Linked DNA regions of Sus scrofa: region 2 is linked to region 1. A link is a contact called in public HiChIP or PLAC-seq data. All regions are on one chromosome and are shown on one strand. Each heading gives the region's core, a stretch centred on a gene start, on an enhancer-like site or on the middle of the called end of the contact. The rest is flanking DNA. Distances are from core to core; before and after follow the strand shown.

Region 1 (3,225 bases), core at 273-2,772:
GCCCAGACCCGGCCTGGGGAAGGGTCAGAACTGTTTCGAGGGAAAGAGATGTCCACCTGGTATCTGACTGCTAAATATGGGTGGGCCAGAAGAAAAGAAGGGAAGAGAAAAGTGTTCCAGAGAGTGAGGACACATATGCAAAGGCCAGCTGCCAACCAAAAGACCTGGGTACCCAAGTACCCAGCTAATTCAGTGCCCAGAACTGCATACAACTGTCAGAGCAAGAAACAGGTGTGAAGTCAGTTTTATTCTGACTCTGCCTTCTTATCACGAGAAAAAACAAAAATAGAAAAACCATGGACTTTAGCTGGCCAGGACTTTACCATGCCTGTCCAGGTAATCTGTGGCTCCAAAGCTTTGCACCCAAGAACTGGGGTTTGATTGATAAGGCAAAAGCAAAGGTACATAATGGGGTTGGAAGCCTGTAAGTCAACATGTGAAGAGCCAGTTCTGTGCTTACTGCACTCAGCACGGGGAGGGGATTCCCTAATAGGAAGGATGTATAGGTTCTTTGCACATAAGGGCCTTGAGACGTCATTGAAGTCCCCTCCAATTAGAAATGGGGAAACTGGGAGCTCCCCTCGTGACTCAGTGGTTAAGGAACCCAACTAGGATCCATGAGGACACGGTTTTGATCCCTGGCCTTGATCAGTGGGTTAAGGATCTGGCGCTGCTGTGAGCTGTGGTGTAGGTTGCAGACACAGCTCAGATCTGGGGTTGCTGTGGCTGTGGTGTAGGCCGGCAGCTGTAGCTCCGATTCGACCCCTAGCCTGGGAACCTTCATATGCTGCAGGTGTGGCCCTAAGAAAAAATTTTAAAATTAAAAAAAATAAAGAAATGGAGAAACCGAAGCTCAGCGAATAGACAGGCATATCTACCAGGCCCTGTACAACCAGGCAATGAGAATAGAGAACTTTTTTTGGGGGGGGGCTTTTTATGAGCATACGGAAGTTCCCAGCCAAGGGGTCGAATGAGAGCTGCAGCTGTCAGCCTACAACACAACCACAGCAACACGGGATCCAGCCAGCCCTCTGCGATCTACACAACAGCTCACGGCAAGCCAGATCCGAAACCCACTGAGCGAGGCCAGGGATCTAACCGCGTCCTCATGGATACTAGTCAGGTTGTTAACCACCGGGTCATGAGGGGAACTCCCTAGAACTTGGTTAGGTCTAAAATTCCCTGGTAAATATTCATGAGACACTACCCCTTTCTGGCTCCACCCCTACCAGCCAGAACACAACTGGGCCCCGCCTCCTTCTGATGACGCCACTAGCAGGTGCTCTAGGCACGCCCCTGGCGTCAGAACAGGGTCTGGCCCCGTCCCCACCATTTAGGCGTCCAGTCTGGCCTCTCCCCCAGCTCTCCTGGCTGCGTACCACGTTTCTCAGCTGGTGGATCAGTTCCTCCTGAGACTCAATCACGTCCCGCAGTTGATCGAAGGCGAGACACACCGATCCTGACCCCCCCTGCGACCACCCGAGGGGCGTCGCCATCTTTAGCCCCCGCCAGCTCGTTGGAAATGGCTGCCGCGGGCAGCCTCACGTCCGTCGCCCACCAATGAGAATGCGACGCCACAGAGCACCTTGGCAACCGGGGGCGGGGACTTCCTTTGTTAGCAGCGGTAGGGCTCGCCTCTTAAAGGAGCCGTTCACTAAGAGGCGGCACATGGGGCAGAGAACTAACACCATTCGTAATCGAAGTTTATAGAGGATTTGAACATGTATTATACGGTGTTTCTCACACAGGCCTGAGGAGCAGGCAGGCCCGACCTATACTTACTGTAAGGGCTGAGGAGCAGATACCAGCCCCTTGGCCTTTCCCCTGGGCCCATTAAACTGCAAGTCCGCGAAGCAAGAGTCAGCTAAGGCAACCGCTGCATCTTTAGCTTCATACGTCTCATCATCCCACTCTAATCGCTAATTCCCCTTATTGTAGGAGCCTCCGGCTTCCTGTGATCCCTCTTCCTCCTGGGAATACACTTAGCACTTAGTGGACCTGAGTCCAGGCAAAGAAGTGGAGCTCAAGAATGGAAAAGGAGAGTGGCTTTACCTAGAATAAGGCTCCTTGGAGTTCCCTGGTGGCTCTGCAGGTTAAGAACCCACTGTTGTCACTGTTGTGGCATGGGTTCCATCCCTGGCCCTGGGGACTTCTGCGTGCTGCTGGCAAGGCCGAAAATAATACATATATACATACATACATATATACATAAATACATTTTAAAAAGAAAAAAAAAGATTCCTCATACTCCAGTACTAGGCTCCGGGCAGCCACACTGGGGCCATGTGTGGCCATGTCAAGGCACTGGGGAGGGCCCTGGAGAGCCTGAAGAGATGAGAACTGAAGTGGGCGAGCAGGAGACTTGTCAAATGGAAGCAGGGAAGGATAAGATGATCACACATCTCCGCCAATGCCTACTGAGGGCTTTTTTTGAAAGACAAATAAGATTATGCTTGGGGTAAACCAGAGCTAATATTTATTAAGTATTGACTCTTCGTGACATCATTATGCCCTTTTTCTTTTTCTTTTCTTTTCGGCTTTTTAGGGCCACACCTGTGGCATATGGAGGTTCCCAGGATAGGGGTCGAATTGGAGCTACCACTGCCAGCCTACACCACAGCTACAGCAACAGATCTGAACCACGTCTGTGACCTACACCACAGCTCATGGCAACGCCGGATCCTTAACCCACGGAGTGAGGCCAGGGATCAAACCCATGTCCTCATGGATACTAGTCTGGTTTGTTACCACTGAGCCACGAGGGGAACTCCCATTATGCCTTATTACTAGTATTTCATGTGATTTTCATAATAACCTTGTAAAGTAGTTTCTAATGTCTCCATTTTACAGATGAGAAAATGCAGCTTCTATGAGAATGAATAACTCAACAAGCCAAGGTCACCCAAGCTAGTGAGACTTGGAACAGGGTTTTGATGGGCAGTTTGACTTCACAGTCCAAGTTTTTGTTTGTTTTTTTATGGGTACATCAGCAGCATATGGAAGTTCCCTGGCCAGGACTGAATTCCCAGCTGCAGCTGTGACCTATGCTGCAGCTGCAGCACCTCTGGATCCTTTAACCCACTGCCCAGGATGCCTCCACAGTGATCTGAGCCGCAGCAGTTGGATGCTTAACCCAAAACTGAGGTTCTGGGTTCCTCTTCATGGGCTGCTTGGGCTTGCACAGAGCATGACAACCGAGTTTAAAAGAAAGCATGCAGGAATTCC
Region 2 (3,267 bases), core at 319-2,818, 72 kb after region 1:
AAAAAAAAAAAAGCAAAAAACAAAAAAGGAGTTCCGGTCATGGCTCAGTGGTTAACGAATCCAACTAGGAACCATGAGGTTGTGGGTTCGGTCCCTGGCCTTGCTCAGTGGGGTAAGGATCCGGTGTTGCCATGGGCTGTGGTGTAGGTCACAGATACGGCTCAGATCTTGAGTTGCTGTGACTCTGGCATAGGCTGGTGGCTACCGCTCCGATTGGATCCTAGCCTGGGAACCTCCATATGCCTCAGGAGCGGCCCTAGAAATGGCAAAAAAGCCAAAAAAAAAAAAAAAAAGAAAGAATTTATGGGTGACTTGTGACAAGTCACTTAATGGCTCTCAGTCCTCTATTTCATCCTGTAAACCAGGCTTAATAATAACAGCCTTCACGCCTATAAGATTGCTTTGGGAATCAAATGGTTTGTCAGACAGGAAAATGCTTTGAAAAATACAGTAAGTCCTGGAAATACAAGATGGGGTGCCTTATTGTCTGTCTGTCTCTCTCTCTCTCTTTTTTTTTTTTTTTTTTTTTTTTTTTTTTTGCTTTTTAGGGCCACACTCGCGGCATATGGAGGTTCCTGGGCTAGGGGTTGAATCGGTGCTGCCGCTGCAGGCCTACACCACAACCACAGCCACGCCTGTTGTCTGTCATAATCTGAAGATGGGGCATAGAGGATGGCCCACCTGGGAGGATCAGCCGCAGGTACCCGATGTAATAAGACCAGGCCAGTCCATGAGCCACGTTGAAGTTCCTTTTTTCACAGATTGCAGAGACTTCAGCTGGGGCCAGGTGCTGTGGAAAGCAGAGTGGAGCCAGGGAGCCTCCATGAAGGCCAACCAGAGCCCTCCTCCTCCAGGAAGCTCTCCCGGCCTGCTGCCAACTGGCTCCTTTCTCTGCCGTCACTGAACCCAGAACATCGCAGGCTCTCCTCCATGGACCAACCTCTACACTCGTCCCGCTCTCAGGACTGAGCCCAGAGCAGGTCCCAGCAGCCACATGTCCCCTTGGCCAGCCCCACCACCTCCCTCTGTGTCATACCTGGAGGCCCAGGAGGATGTTTAGGGCCTGCGAGAGGCCCAGGAGGGCCAGCATCCAGGGGAGGGGCAGGCCAGCCTTGTCTCGGATGGAGAAGTAGAAGTAGCAGGACAGCAGCAGCAGGGCTCCACAGCGGATGGGGCAGCCCAGGCAGGCCCGCGCAGCCCTCCAGTAGCTGCTCTGGTACCTGCAGGCAACAGCCAAGCCCCAGGTCCCAGCCCAGCTCAGCTAGAGAGATTCAAGGCGAGACAGGCCGGGGGGGCGGGGGAGTCAAGGGAGTGAAGCATGTTGGGTACCACAAGGAGTCACCTGGAGTGGACGTGGCACAGCTCCTCCGCCAGACTGCAGAGCCCCTTCACCAGCAGTCCTATCTGCTGGGAGGCCAGGTGGAGCACCAGCCACCGGAGCGTGTATTCTGGCAGCTCCCCCAGCCCCCAAAGGGCCACCAAGCAGGCACCTAGAAGGACCAAGGCTGCCACCTGAGCCCTGAGGCCCCTGGGCTGTGGGATGGATGGATGCAGGCTGGAGTAGGGCATCTGTAGGAACCAAGAAATCCACAGCTGTCCTTCCCTCGCTCTCCTACCGTTTCGGGACTAAGGCCCTGGCTGGGCACTTCCTCCAGCTCTGTGTTTGCCTAGTACCCAACCAGAGCCAGAGGCTGCTCCTGGAGATACTTCTAGGGGACAGGCTGGGCACATAGCATCCCAGAGCTCCATAGAGATTTGTTGAACACAGAGCAAGTGGAGAAAGAAATGCAAGCACCCCCCCACAAACACCCCACCCAAGCCTCACCGAGACCGCCGGCGCAATGAAGAAGAAAGTGAGCCACGATCCCAGACCCAGACCCGCAGGTGTCTGTGACGCACCACCCACCGGACACTCAGGGGCTGGAGTCTCCCTCTCCCCAGGTCCCCCAGGGAGGACCTTAGTCAGCGAATCTGAAAACCACAGTTCAGGGGTGGGGGCAGGGCAGCCGGAAAGCTGCCACCCATCGCTGCACCGCCGGGGGCCTCACCCCCAGCAGCCTCTGCCTTGGAGCTCTGGCCGGGCTGCTGCCCATCTCACCTTCTGCCTCCCAGACCGCAGGTTGTTTCTGGAAGACGGCAAGGGGAGAAGGTCCTGTCCAAGGGCTCCCAGCCCCACGGGGCCTTTCAGGCTGCAACCCGAAAACGAAAGATTCAAAACAATCACAGCTTTCTTCACCACATCCCTCCAGGCTCGGCGCTGGGGAGCTTATTTCCCGCCTCCGAGGAGGGAGGAAGCGCCCCAAGGCCTCGGGAGCCACGCCCAGCTTGGGGTGAGGGAAGCTGCCAAGTCTCCCATGGCAGTGCCCCAGGCCATCCCCCGACCCGAGGGTGTTCAGAAACTCCCTCCAACTCCCTCAAGGCCCCACAATCAAACACACTCCACCAACACCCAGGGGAGACGGCCCACACCCAGCCAAGCGCACACGCTGCCCTGCCTGAGTGGTTTCATTCCAATTTCCAGAAGCAGATCCTCTTTCTCTGAAGCCGGGGCAATCAGGCTGGAGGTGGGGAAATGAACCGTGATTTCCTGTAACAACAACCTTTGAGTAAAAAGCTCATGGAGGAGTTTCCGACATGGCTAGGAGGAACCTGAGTCTGACTAGCGTCCATGAGGATGCAGGTTCGATCCCTGGCCTCGATCAGTGGCTTAAGGATCCGGTGTTGCCATGAGCTGTGATGTAGGTGGCTGGCTGTGGCGTAGGCCAGCATCTACAGCTCCAGATTCCTACCTAGCCTGGGAATCTCCATATGCTGGGGGGGTGGCCCTAAAAAGACACACACACACACACACACACACACACACACACACACACACACACTAAATAAATAAAAATACAAAGCCAAAACTTTAAAAAATGAAAAGCTCATTGGGAGCAAAAGACCTGCAGAAGGGTGGGGTTTCAGTTCTCCCCGGGAAGGGGCAAGGCGGGTGGCTTCTCAGAGAGCACCTGGTACATCCAGCCAAAAAGGCAATCACGTGGATAATAATAAAAACAACAACAACAACAACAACAAAGTGCTTACCATGCTTCAGACATTATGCCGAGAATTGCTCATGTTTTCATTTAATCTGTGCAGCCACCCTGTCAGGAAGCTACAGAACTTTCCACAGTGAGGTGAACTGACTTGCCCCACTCCCATCGTGGCTAACAGAGGAGGAAGTGGGGAGGTGAACCAGGTGGGTGGCTCCAAAGGCCAGCTGGCTTG

The links. HiChIP or PLAC-seq counts read pairs in DNA pulled down with a chosen protein or histone mark.
Region 2: a contact with region 1 is called in an H3K27ac HiChIP or PLAC-seq map of alveolar macrophages. The contact joins the promoter of TMEM173 here to the promoter of SPATA24 in region 1. A contact is called at or near these places in 3 of 5 promoter capture datasets (fetal liver, fetal skeletal muscle and liver), 23 of 47 Hi-C or Micro-C datasets (alveolar macrophages, blood, brain and 12 more) and 2 of 2 datasets of contacts at active chromatin or transcription factors (alveolar macrophages and skeletal muscle).

Annotation. Positions count from the first base shown.
Region 1 is chr2:141,291,672-141,294,896 of Sscrofa11.1, forward strand. SPATA24 (spermatogenesis associated 24) reads right to left here and starts at 1,523. Exons shown (of 6, transcript NM_001177922.1): 1 at 1,380-1,523. The coding sequence starts at 1,496.
Region 2 is chr2:141,363,995-141,367,261 of Sscrofa11.1, forward strand. It overlaps TMEM173 (transmembrane protein 173), which reads right to left and starts at 1,569. Exons shown (of 6, transcript NM_001142838.1): 1 at 1,343-1,569; 2 at 1,037-1,220; 3 at 682-790. The coding sequence starts at 1,569.